Linked DNA regions of Ovis aries: region 2 is linked to region 1. Evidence: chromatin contacts called from public Hi-C data. All regions are on one chromosome and are shown on one strand. The core of a region is the stretch at or near the end of the contact, and the rest is flanking DNA. Distances in the headings are between cores, read along the strand shown. Region 1 overlaps PDE3B (phosphodiesterase 3B). Region 2 overlaps LOC132657871 (a long non-coding RNA gene).

Region 1 (6,962 bases), core at 1,798-4,297:
GCTTATTACCATCTAAAAAAATAGCGAGATTTTTAACATAAAAAAAGACAAAGGTGACAATACAGTGCAAAGAAGAAAGATAGATTTTTTTCTCAATAACTGGAAGTGGATCAACTAGATAACTATGTGGGAAAAAAGCTGTCTTGATACATAAACCACAATACAGAAAAATCAATTATAGATGTATTACAGATCTAAAAATGGAAAGTAAAACAATAAAACTGCTAGGAGGTAACAGAAGAGGGTAGACACCGCCTAGGGAGTAGACAAGATGTTCTTATGTAGGACACATACAAAAACCACTAAATAAAAAGGAAATGATAAGTTGACATAAAAGGAAATGATTGATGAATAGAGTGTTTTCAATAAGACACCATGATTAGCCACAGACAGGGAGAAGATTTCTTAAGGAATATTCATGTCCAAAATACATAAAGAACTCCTACTGATCACTAAGTAAAAGGTAGATAATTGGTGGGGAAAAAATGGGGAAAAGATCTTCACCAGAGGATATCTGAGTAGCAAATTAACATGAAAAGATTCTCAACCTGATGAGCCATCAATGAAATGCAAATATTAAAACCACAATAAGATACTCTTCAACAGCTACCAGAATGATTTAAAACAGACACTACCAAGTGCTGACAAAGATGTGGATCAACTGGGAACACCTATATACTGCTGATGGCTGGGTAAAAGTAATAAACTCTCTTTGGAAAATTATCTGGTGCTTCCTGCTAAAACTGAACATATACATGCATACTCCCCTCTAATATCCAACAAAAGACATCAAGAATATTCCAACAGCGTAACTTGAAATAGACAAAAAACTGAAAAATAAATGTCAGTCTACTATAGACTGGATGAATTGCGTGTATATTCATTCAATAAAACACTAAATGGAATAAGAGTGGGTGAATTACTACTACGCATAATAACGAATTAATCATACAGATAAATTTTGAAAAAAGTAAAACAGAAAACACATATGAGTGATTCTATTTACTTACAATTCAGAAAAAGACTAAGTTGTGATGACAGAAATCAGTACTGAAATAACACCTGGGAGAAGCTGATGACTAGGCAGGGGACTTTTGGGGTGCTGAATTCATCTGAAAAATGGTCACATGTATATATTCACTGAGAAAATTCATCAAGTTGTACAGTTGTGACTTGTGCACTTTTATACATGAGTGTTACACTTCCAATTTTTTCTTTTTTTGGCCATGCTGTGTGGCCTACCATATCTTGAATTCCTCAACCAGGGATCAAACTCGAGACCAGGGCAATAAAAGCACCCAGTTCTAACCACCAGACTGCCAGGGAACCCCCTACATTTCTTTTCTTTTTTTTTTTTTTAAGGATTATTCAAAAGAAAAAGAGGGGTAGAAGAAATAAAATTCTGTGAGACTACAAGCCCATGCTTGAACCATCACTGCTTACTATCTTTAGATTTTAGCAGTAATTTAGATACTCTTCTCCTGGAGAAGGAAATGGCAACCCACTTCAGTATTCTTGCCTGGAAAATTCCATGGACAGAGGAGCCTGGTGGGGTCCATGGGGTCGCAAAGAGTCGCCCATGACTGAGTGACAGAGCACGTAGATGATACTCTTTTAATTCGAAACTGAGAATCTTGGTGGACATGACTGAGGCAAAGGCCACTATTTAGGTCAAGAAACCCCAGTCCCTTTTATTTAACAGGTCAGATGTGGCCTTCCTCACTTCACCTGACTGTAACAGTGACATCAGAGAATATAGGCTGTTGTGGTTATCCCATTTATTGTTTAAAAATAAGACTCAGCCATTCAAAGGGGTGTTCATTTTTCAAAGTTTTATGTTGGAACAACTAACATTAAATAAATAGATGTGATAAATAGAGTTAATGTTTCTGTACACACGTATGACAAGGATTTGATATTTATTAATCTGTTAGTATAAAAAAAATCAGGTTTCAAAATAGCATAGGGAATATAATATCATTTTTGTACTAAAATTATACAAACTATACATTTCAGTACACTGGAAAACTAGGAAAAGATCTATAAAGATATATATCAAAAGTTAACAAAGTTATCCCTTGATGTTTGATTTTCCTTTGTTCTCCTACACGTCTATTTTCAGTTTCACTGATACCAACATAAAGTGATGAAAAATCTTTTAAAAAGTCCATTTCGTATGATTCCATATGTGTATATCTATCTATATATATATTTCATAAATAAAACTAATTTCTAGAAGTATGAATAGGGGATTTTCTCTGGAGACATACGTAATGACTACAATGGTACATAAGTGAGGCTTGTAGGATGCTGGTAATGTTCTATTTTTTGTTATGGGTACTAGTGACATGGGAAGTTTAATTTGTGAAAATTCATTCATCTGTGCAATTTCCTATTGATAGCCCAGATTGTACCAGCAACATTTAAAAACTAACTATATACATTTGGTTACTGATCATTTTCTTTTCCTTTGCAATTAAAATTTATTTTTAAAAAATCTACCTAAATGAAGTTTTGGTTATTTTAATTCAGCTAAAGAAAAATCTTATGGCACAGAAGTCTTCTGAATGTAACTTTATATGTCAAAAATGTGATTACAGATGGTAACTATTAGTGATACCATTTATATTTACCTGATAGTGAGGTTTATACCACTGCTTTAAGTCCCAATCCCAAAGAATCATCTGAAAGAAAAAATAAATAAAAGAATTCATTTAGTTACAAAATGGAGCATCTTCAATTACACAAAAACAGCTTAAATTTTGGGAGAGAAATTGGGGAGGTGAGAATAAAAATGATCTCTAGATGGAATATTTCATTAATTACACACTCTGTGATTGAAAAAGCAAGAGTCAGAATAAAGTCACTAAACTAAGCTATAGTAACCTTTAAAATATCTATTACCACAGAACCAAAAATATAAATCCAAAATCACATCCATTTACTAAAAATACAGGAAAAATGAGAAATCACCGCTCTCCCCCCTTCCCAACCTCTCCAATGGCTCATAATTTGTCATTTTAAACCAGTGTCAGTAGGTGGTGCTATTTCCTTACCAACAAGGCTCTGTTGTCAAAAGCACCTTTAAAAACCTTGCCTGTGGGTTACATAAAGCATAAAAGAGTGGATTTATAAAAAGTTACACACAACCCTTTTGATTCACAGATTTAATTAGTTTCTCTGTTTCTCTTCTTTATAGATTATCAATGATAACTTCTTAGTACTAGACTAGTTTTTTCCTGCCCGTCTCTTCCTAGCAGGCTGTGGGGCTACTTCCCCATCCAACAGTCAACGACTGTTCAAGTAGACAAAATTAGCTCAAATTTGGCAAGCTATAGCTGCTAACTACGATTAAATCTAATTTCTTTTAAATTTACTTAAATTGTTAAATAAGTTTCTTCCTTTTGCCTAAATAACTGATATAATGACGATTTTCTACATAGCTTTGAACCCTAACCGTGAACATAAGCCTAGTTAATTTGTAATCCAATCACACAATTTCTCTGTACTGAAATATTTGTTTCTAGTCATCAGGCTCCTGATGCAAAAGATCTTAAAATGTTATCTCTTCTTTCATTGGTCCAATATTTCATCTAGGAGTTGACAGAATTTTTTCATAAAGGTATAGATAATTTAGGCTTTGCAAGCCACATAAGGTCTCCATGGCATATTCTTTGCTTTCTGTTTTACAATCCTTTAAAATGCAAAACAAAACAAATATTCTTAGCTCTGTGACCACACAAAAAAGGTTGCTAGCAGGATTTAGTTGTGGTCTACAGCTTGGAGACCCCTTTTAAAAATCATTGGTTGTCCTTATCACCATCTCCTTGTCAACATCCTTGCAGAAAGTCATCTCTTGCCAGTGAAAAGAACATATTTCTTCCAAAAGAAAATCCAGACATACATAACTGCTTACAAAATTGATGGACTAGTACCTGCAAAATTGCTATGGTACAGCAACATGAAAAGAATTTAATATATATTAGTAGACTCATCAAATTTACACAGTATTTTATATAGCCCTAAGTGTGGTCCTCATATAATTGCTTCAGGCTGTGATTTAACCAGCATATATACTGCATTAATTAATGCAGTTTAAGACACTAACAACTTCCTAAGAACATTCACATTAGGATTAAAGTAACCTAAAATCCCCAAGTTTCTTGTATACTTGTTATAAAAAGTAGTGAAAGTGTTAGTTGCTCAGTCATGTCTGACTCTACAACCCCATGGACTGTAACCTGCCAGGCTCCTCCACCCATGGAATTCTCCAGGCAAAAATACTGAAGTGGGTTGCCATTCCCTTCTCCAGGGCATCTTCCTGACCCAGAAATCGAACCTGGGTCTCTTGCACTGCAGGCAGGTTCTTTACCATCTGAGCCACCAGGGAATACATGTTCTATTTGCATGCTATGGTTACACAACTGGCTTTTTAGTCCCGAGTGCAATACTTTACTTCAGTCCTGATTTTAGCCTGTCCAAATTTCTTTGGAGAGTGGAATGTTGACTAGCCCATTTACCATTCTTCCCATCATCATGACATTTGTAAATGTGATGCTTCCTTAAGTTCACTAAAAAAAAAAAAGTACAGAGTGGACAGGAATGAAGACAGGACCACCGACTGGGTCACTAAAGACTACCTATGAGATTTGTGTCTGAGTCTGCACACTTGCCTAACATGCTATTGTCCAATCCATACTCCCACATTTCTTCTACAAGGGTACCATCAAATGGTGACATACCTGGGCCTCATTTCTCCTCCTCATCAGTCTGAGTAGAAGCTGATTTCTTGCTAACTCCAGCATACTTTCATCATGAGGGTTTCTTAACATTCCTTGCTTCCCACCTGCTACTCTGGCTTTGAATAAACTCTCGAGCAGTAGCTGTCTTATTTGCAGTCACTTTCTCTGTGATCAAAAATACATTTGCCAAAAAGCAGCAGGTCTTAGTCTGAAATCCCCTGCATATTAGGAACTGAAATAGATACAGTGAAAGCCACAAATCGCTGGCAGACTGACTTCTGTGTAAACTGGACAAGAAGAATATTAGTGATTTTGAGAAAACAAAATTTCTGCGTAAGTAGTAGAAGATGTATGATCCAGGAATCATACAGCTGCAGCGAGATACATCTTAGAGCAGAGTTACTCAATGTGTGGTCCACAATAAGAAAGTACAGAAATGAAGAGTAAATGTTTAGAGATGTTTATACCAATTTGATGTAAAATTTGCTATTTCATGTCATTTGAATATTATTGCTTTTATCTATTGAATTTGCTTTCTTGGCATTTCTTATTCGCCAATCAAAAAAACAAATGGCTCAAAATTGGTTTTCTAAAGCTCAAGGTACTAACAAAAACAGTAACATAAATAACTCCAAATAAATGTTAAGCCTACATCAAGAACAACACTAATATAAACTCACTACAAATCTGTGGGTGTGATAATACCACACAAAACCATAAAAGCAAAAATATTACTAAACCATACAACAGTGACCATCTAAAAACTGGACTCTTTCTTTAGACTGCATGTTATCTACTTTGAAAGTTTTATGACAGTCACGCAAAATGTGAAGCCTTTTCGGTAAACCAGTAGAACTTTTCCAGAACAATCACATAAAACTTTCTTATATGAAACTGAAGATTTCTGCTTCTAAAATAGAAGTGACATAAACTGGAGGCACTATTCAGCTTCTGTGCACCCCAAAGGAAAAGCATATAATTGCCAAGAGATGTGTAAAATTAACCACACAGATGATAAACTTTATGCCAGAAGAGAGAACAGACCAAAACATCTCCAAAATGTATTTACTATGCAACACCCTGGGACATCACAGAACTGAAAAGGCATATAAGGCAAGAGTGATTACTGTCATATTTATACACAGCAAATACTTCAGGGGCTTTCCTGGTGGCTCAGACGGTAAGAGTCTGCCTACGGTACAGGAGACCTGGGTTCAATCTCTGGGTCAGGAAGATCTTTGGAGAAGGGAATGACAACCCTTCCGTTATTCTTGCCTGGAGAATCCCATGGACAGAGGAGTCTAGTGGGCTACAGTCCAAGGGGTTGCAAAGAGTAAATGCACACATGGGATGAATCTAGACCAGCTCTTGGTTTACGTTCAATACACACAGCAGAAGATGGGGGGCAACTTTTTTATGTTTATCACTGAAAAACCCATATTACAAAATAGGAATTTTTTTTTTCCTATTTAATCATTATTTTGTGAACTATGATAGAGACTTGAAAATGTGCTGGAATTAGTTCTGAATCAGTTATTGCACAGCAAAGAAGAGCCTGGCTAAACAATGAGAGTATCTCTTAACTGCAGATCTATCACTGCTTTATTCACAGAAAACGGCTGGTGGTTAAAACACACGCTGGGCACGATTCAGTGGTAGAGAAATAGTGTAAGAGTAAATGCATTCAATGTTTGGCCACAGAAAGTACATCTTTTCAGTGTGCTGTGGGAAAATGGAGTGCAAATAAAAACTATAAATAGCAGATAGGAGTATTTTTTGCAATAAAATGCAAAGAGCTTCTATTTCTCAAGTTTTTAAGCATGACAATGCCCATTTACTTAGCAACAGACACAGCCTCAAAAGTAATTTTCAGTGACAAATCTCTTTACGATTACAGGGTCCATGTTGAATTTCAGTATTCAGAGTCAACAGTCAAAAAACTACTCGCTGCATTCCACTGTAAATTACAATTTTGCTCTAATTTTTTCAAGTTAAGAAAATAGAAAAAAGAATCTGGTTGGGTATACAGACTATGTTAAATAGGTTGTGAATCTACAATACACAACCTATTTACTCATCAGTGAGCTAAAACAAGTATCTTTAATATTGCAAACAATGTTCACTAATTTTGTTTTTAAAAACTGAGTCATTTTAATACATTTATTTAATACTGGTAGGTAACCACCACACACACTGAATACACAGTGGATGGTGGATGGG
Region 2 (7,182 bases), core at 3,122-5,621, 210 kb after region 1:
AAGAAAAGTTATGACCAAAATAGACAGCATATTAAAAAGCAGAGACATTACTTTGTCAACAAAGGTCCATCTAGTCAAGGCTATGGTTTTTCCAGTGGTCATGTATGGATGTGAGAGTTGGACTGTGGAGAAAGCTGAGTGCTGAAGAGTTAATGCTTTTGAACTGTGGTGTTGGAGAAGACTCTTGAGAGCCCCTTGGACTGCAAGGAGATCTGACCAGTCCATCCTAAAGGAAATCAGTCCTGAATATTCATTGGAAGGATTGATGCTGAAGCTGAAACTCCAAAACTTCGGCCACATGATGGGAAGAACTGACTCATTTGAAAAGACCCTGATGCTGGGAAAGATTGAAGGTGGGAGGAGAAGGGGATGACAGAGGATAAGATGGTTGGATGGCATCACCGACTCAATGGATATGAGTTCGAGTAAGCTCCAGGAGTTGGTGATGGACCGGGAAGCCTGGAGTTCTGCAGTCCATGGGGTCGCAAAGAGTCGGACACAACTGAGGGACTGAACTGACTGACTGAACAGACTTGCTGTTAAACATCTTGTAATTTAACATGTTAACAAAGAAGCACATATATTGCTACCATATCAGATATTTATTTTTAATATTCTGATAACTGTATTTTGATAGAATCGGATTCCTTTGGATTCTTACCTATTTTATTTTTAAAAAATACTTTGCTTTCTCTATCATCTCTCTCTCTCCCTTTATATAGGCAGGGACCTGTACTGGTCTTCATTGCTGTGTGCAGGCTTTTCTCTAGTGTGGCTAGCGGGGATTTCTCTTGCTGTGCAGCACAGGCTCTAGGCGAATGGGCTTCAGCTTAGTTGTGGTACATGGGCTTGGTGGCTCTCTGGCATGTAGAATCTTCCCATACTAAGGATTAAACCCGTGTCCCTTACTGGCAGGTTCTTATCCACTGTACCACCAGGGAAATCAATGTATTTTTTTTTTAAGACATCTTTGTTGAGATAAAAATCATATAACATAAAATTCACCCATTTAAAGTGCATGTACAATTCAAAGGCTTTAATATAATCACAGGCTTATGCAGCCATCACTACAATCTAAGCTTAGAATAGTTTCACCACAAGAAGGGAAACTCATACTCAGTAGCAGTCACCACCTACTCTTTTCCTCTCTGTCCCCCAGCCCTCGGCAACCACTGATATACATTTGGTCTTTATAAAATTTGTCTATTCTGGACCTTTCATATAAATGGAATCATACAATGTGAGTCTTTTGTCACTGTTTTCTTTTACTTGGCATGTTTTTAAGGTTCACCCAAGTTGTATCATGTATCAGGACTTCAATTCCTTTTTATTGCCATCTAATATTTCACTGCATGGCTATACCATATTTTGTTTATTCATATTGATGGACATTTAGGTTATTTCTACTTTTCAATCAGCATGAATAATAGCTGAAATGCTATGAGCACTCACAAATGTTTGTGTAGATTATATGCTATGTTTTCATTTTTAATGGGTTTATACCCATATTCTCAGTCACTAAGTCATGTTCAGTTCCTTGAGACCCCATAGACTGTAGCCCACCAGGCTCCTCTGTCTGTGGGATTTTCCAGGCAAGAACACCAGAGTAGGTTGCCATTTCCTCTTCCAGGGGATTTTCCTGAACCCATGCCTGCACTGACAGGCAGATTCTTTACTACTTGAGCCACCTGGGAAGCCCAGGTTTATACCTAGGAGTGAAATTACTTGGTCATATGGTAATACCATGTTCAGCCTTTCGAAGAATTGCCAAACTGTTTTCCAACGTGGTTGCACCATTCTAGCTCATCACTAGAAGTGTTTGAGGGTTCCAATTTCACAACATCCTCTCCAACTTATTATTGCATGCTTTTTTATTACAGCTATCCTAAGGGGTATGAAGTGAATTTGAATTTCCCTAATAGTTAATGATGCTGAGCACTTTTTCACACGGTTATAGGCCATGGGTCATGGGATCTCTTCTTTGGATAAATGCCCATTCATATCTTTTACCCATTCTTTAATTGGATTGCTTGTCTTTAATTATTGAGCTGCCAATATTCTTTATATATTTTGGCTACAAGTCCCTTATTAGATCTAATTTTTCTTAAGAAAAAAAAATGACAGAAGAACAGAACAGACAGACTTAGACAAATCTAGACCTTAGTGTCATTATTTGATAGTCTCTGTACATGAACCAATAAATCCTCCTTATTGTTTAAAAAAGTGAAACATTAGGTTCTAAAATTAGATTACAGTGATGGTTGTACAGTTCTGTAAATATGCCAAACCTGTGCATATCTTAAATAGACAAATTTTATGGGCTTCTCTGGCAGCTCAGATGGTAAAGAATCTCCTGCCATACAGGAGACCCAGGTTCTATCCTTGGGTCAGGAAGATCCTCCGGGCGGGAAGGGGGTGTGGGGGGGGTGGGGGGTGGAAAATGGCAACCCACTCCAGTATTCTTGCCTGGGAAATCCCATGGACAGAACAGCCTGAGAGGCTACAATCCATAGGGTCGCAAAGACTCAGCAGACACACTGAGCAACTAACAAAAACAAAATGGCATAGGAATCAAATTTCAATAAAACTGCTAGTCCCTTGGACTCCAAGGAGATCCAACCAGTCCATCCTAAAGGAGATCAGTCCTGGGTGTTCATTGGAAGGACTGATGCTGAGGCTCCAACTCCAGTACTTTGGCCACCTCATGCGAGGAGTTGACTCATTGGAAAAGACCCTGATGCTGGGAGGGATTGGGGGCAGGAGGAAAAGGGGACGACAGAGGATGAGATGGCTGGATGGCATCACCGACTCTATGCACATGAGTTTGGGTGAACTCTGGGAGTTGGTGATGGACAGGGAGGCCTGGTGTGCTGCAATTCATGGGGTTACAAAGAGTTGGGCACAACTGAGCGACTGAACTGAACTGAACTGAAAAAGACTAAAGAAACCGTTGCCTAATCTACATTCATAAGGTTTAATTTTATGTTTTCTTCTTGGAATTGCATTGCTTTAGCTCTTATGTTTGTGTTTTTGATCTATTTTGAATTAATTTTTTTACATGATTTAAGGAAGGGGGTCCAACTCCATGTACTTTATTTGACATGCTTAAAAATATTCTGAAAGGGAATCACAGGCTTCACCAGACTGACAAGGTGGTCCATAGCACAGAAAAAGGGAGGCATCTTTTTGGACTATACCCTTATTTCTCTGGGTCTCAGTCTCTTCCCCTATAAAATTCATGGATGGGGTTGAATTGGGAAGTCCCTTTCAGCTCTGTGCTGCTCTTAACTATGTACACCTTATGGGTAGAAATCAATGATTCCTTTCTCAAGAAAATACCTGTGTATGACGCCAGCTGCTTCTAAGTTTACTTAAAAGGAAGCCATTGTCTGGCAACCCAGGGAGGGCTCAGTCAGAGCTCTGGAAAGTGTTTTAAGGGGTAGAGGTGACACAATAGGGGAAGGAAATGTTTTCTATTGAAAAGCAGTCAATTGCCTTCAACAAGTTGCCAACAAACTGGGAAAAGCCTTTTTCTTTTTTTTCCCTCTGGTTTCAGTTGAATGCCAACTTTCGGAAGGTAAGGGGCCTAGATTAAAGGGTCATAAACACGACCAAATGAGGGAGGGAGTTTTTTTCTAGGAAGTTAGCAGGAGAGATGCCATACATGCAAATAAGGTGCCATAACTGAAGTCATCAAAGGGAAATCAGGAAAATACATTCAAATCTTTGCTTTCACAATTGAAAAGGAACTTCTACAGTTTTACAATCGATCTTCCATATTCCTTACCTTAAAAAAATGTTTTAAACATACTGTGAAGGGTCTTAGGTATATATTAGTTGGGGCTCTTTCAAAATTAATTAATTAACTGATTATGAGATAAATTGTTGGAATTTTTAAAAGCTTTAACATCAGTTTTTTAAGCTCTTTGATCACTGTCTATATGCATTGCAGTTTTTCCTGGAATCTATTTCTACACAATGGAACTACAGATCATAATAATTACAAAAAGTAAGAAAATGTTTTTAAAAATCCATTAAATATGGAATTTTAAAAAGATTATAGGACATTTGCAGAACAACTAGCATAGTCTCCTGAGATTTGTATGTTACCTACCCCATGCATAGACTACACTAAATTCTGTTTCCACTAATTTGCAAGTCTTTCGTTGACATCCATTTAAATGAACAGTAACATTTATCAAGCAGGGGGAAAATACCCTTAGGGGCTTGAATGTCAGGACTTAACACTTTTCCTCTCCCCAGCACCTTTTCCTCAGGCTCTTCCCCCTTCCAAGAAGGACCAACAATGTGGAGAGGAAGAGTGTGGCCAGAAAGGAAGTAGGGTCAGAGCTCAAGAGCCCTGCCAATTAGTCAAAGGTCAGCACAGAAGGGACTGTCTGTGAAAGGACAAGGAAGCAGGCGTCTCTTGAGCCAGCTGAACTGGTCGGCAGCCAGTCTGTCTCTTCGGCCAGAGTGGAGTCCCCACGGTTTTGTGTGGCACCATAAGGAAAAAATGCTCTGTAGAATAGGGTCTAGCTTCACCGTTTTAGGTGAATAGAGGGTGTCAGCTGGGGGTCAAGAGGCAGAGGACAGAGAAGACCCTAATGATATTTGCTGCCTCAGAAACTTACAGACTTATTTGTAAAGACTGAAACTAGTAAAGACTGCTTAGAACAAAAATTATGAAATCTGGTCAAAGGGTTGTATGCAAAGATGCCATTTTTTTGTACATGTACTCTCATGGTGATGGGGGAAAATAGTGAAAACCATAGCACTCTAATTAGGGGAAAAAAACTATTGTTTTTCATAAATTCATAACATTTCTCATGCCAATAATTTTCTTTTGGCACTAGAACACAGGAATGATGCCCCCAAGTTTTTGCCCCTCTCCTCAAAATGAAAAGGGAAGTACAATTCATTTCTCAGGAACAAAATGCACATTTCAAAAAAAGAGCATTAAACTAACATCAGATAACTTATTCTAAACTATGTCCCCCTTTAATTGGACTTTTCTTCAGATTTACTAAGAGAAAAAGTTGATCTCTAATCTCCATGTGTTAGTTTCTTTTTTTTTCTCTCTCACATATACTTTCTCATGCAAGTAGAATTTTACTGTTCGGTGAAAATCCAGTTGCAATCTGTCCGTTATCAGTATCAGTCATTAGACATTTATGTTCAGAAGTGATGGACCTTTTTGCTCTTTCTGCATTTAGATGACCTCAGCCTATTTTCTGAGAAATGATATCCCATCCCCACTGGGGACAAACCTCTCCTAAATGCCTGCCTAGCTCACTACATTTTTCACAGAAAGAAGAGTCCTGAGGACTAGGTCCAATGGGGAGGAACTGCCCAAACTGGCCTGAGACAACATGGCTGGATCATTTCAGTTCAGTTCAGTCGTGTCCGACTCTTTGCAACCCCATGAATTGCAGCACGCCAGGCCTCCCTGTGGCAAGTCCTTATTTTCATCATCTTAGTTGCAAAGAGACAAGGTCATGGCCTGGAAACACAATCTTGTGCATTTGAGAGCCAGCCAAATGGAGAGAAGCAATTGGGATAGCTGAAACCAGGGGAATGGTCTGAACAGAGCTGGGGAGATGGAGAGGGTCAAGGGAAGGGTTTCAGTTCTAAAGTCACAAATGCAAAACCGGTGCCAGAGCGGTCTTTCATGTCAACTCTTGAGAGAGGTTCTGTTGCTCAAAGGAGCCACCCAGCACTCCAGGCTAAACACTGCAAAGCACCAGATAGATCAGATCTATTTTTATTCTCTCTTTTATATATTTTATTTTCATCTCAGTACTCTATTTTTTTTTTTAATCCTTTCAGTCTTCCTTCTGTGAGTTCCTGTTTTTAATCTCTATCCTCTACAGCGCTAAGCTCTTTTTCGGACTTTTAGTACTTTTGCTGTTCTTTTTTTTTTTTCCTTTTTTCACGTAGTCTGATCTGGAAACTGGGTCTTTATGTTGGCCTGGATTTCTCAGGTCTCTAATCAACTCTGTGGAAAGTGGAATAGCTTGGCAACAGGCATAATAATAATAATTAAAAATAACAGCACAGAACTAAGAAATGAGATTCAAAAATAAGGAGACTGATATAGGCTTTCTTGCTGAAAATACCTATTCTTGCCAACAGAGAAGCACCCTTACAAATCAGTTAATAACATCTCTCTATGTGGAGAAAAGCAAAACCATAGGGAAATTCTGCCTTCAGGTGTAACGTTTGCTTTGTGCATTACCTCCTGGTGAAATTCCCACATATAAACAAACCTCTGAAAAGCCAAGACAAGAACAATTGCTGCCACTAGTAAGACTTCCAAGAATACTTTTAAAACACAGAGTAGGTTTGTTTTTCTGGCACAACTGCTTCAGAGAAGCTCTCTTAAATCCATGCATGGTCATGGTATATCTCCCATTTATGCACTCTTGTTTGCTGAACTTAAGTCTTGTGAACGAGTTATTTAAAAAAAAATACACTTCAAAATTACCCACACCCTGAACAGCAGGACTGCTGTGTGTCTACTCATGCTCTGGAAAGGCACAAGTCAGGTATTGGGTGTAGGCACAGGACAAACCGCATGGTCTGCCTTGGCAGCCCTGACCTCACCTGCAGACTGCCCACACACACTCCCTTCCAAACGGTGCTCCTCTGATGCCAATCGGCTGACTGAGCTACTGTGGGCAGGAGCCTATGGGAGGGGAGGGAGGAGGGGATGTGGATAAAAATTTTATAAAGTAAACTTCGAGCTTAAAACTTGATTTACCCTTTCAGTCCAAATCACAGTGGAGGTCCCAACTCTTCTTAAACATCTTGGACACTGAAGAGTTAATAGGGTATGGAAGCTGGTGCAGCTGGGGGCTGTCATCCAAGGCCAGCAGCAGGAAGGGCTTGGTTCTGGCCAGGCTACAGACAGGCCATCTGGATGCAGGGAAGGCCTAGAATGCCAGGGGCAGCTTTTCTTTTTGGTGTTCGGCTTCATTAAGTTCAGCCTGGGGAGAGTCTGTCTGGTTTAAGACCTAAACTGAGAGTCTTCTTTGAACAAGGATTTGATATTTTGAATTTTATATAAAACCAACACCCACTGCATATACTCTTGGTAAAGAAGGTCATGAAACACAACGTCTCTGGTTAAATACTTTTTAAAAAGGATGTAGACGAGATTCAGTCAACTTATAAATAGAAACT

The links. A called contact is a pair of places that touch in the nucleus more often than the background predicts.
Region 2: a contact with region 1 is called in a Hi-C map of liver, with 8 times the contacts expected there. The contact joins two enhancer-like sites. A contact is called at or near these places in 9 of 16 Hi-C or Micro-C datasets (blood, hypothalamus, liver and 3 more).

Annotation. Positions count from the first base shown.
Region 1 is chr15:37,730,299-37,737,260 of ARS-UI_Ramb_v3.0, forward strand. It overlaps PDE3B (phosphodiesterase 3B), which reads right to left. Exons shown (of 14, transcript XM_042233027.2): 2 at 2,634-2,684. Among named protein-coding and RNA genes, the nearest start is that of PDE3B, 110 kb to the right of the region's middle. Within about 2 kb of position 3,048, at least 3 of the 54 cell types and tissues checked have an H3K27ac peak or open chromatin away from gene starts, as enhancers often do. A contact at or near this core is called in liver, where this site is marked.
Region 2 is chr15:37,943,685-37,950,866 of ARS-UI_Ramb_v3.0, forward strand. The region is part of intron 1 of LOC132657871 (a long non-coding RNA gene); the gene reads right to left. Among named protein-coding and RNA genes, the nearest start is that of PSMA1, 16 kb to the right of the region's middle. Within about 2 kb of position 4,372, at least 9 of the 54 cell types and tissues checked have an H3K27ac peak or open chromatin away from gene starts, as enhancers often do. A contact at or near this core is called in liver, where this site is marked.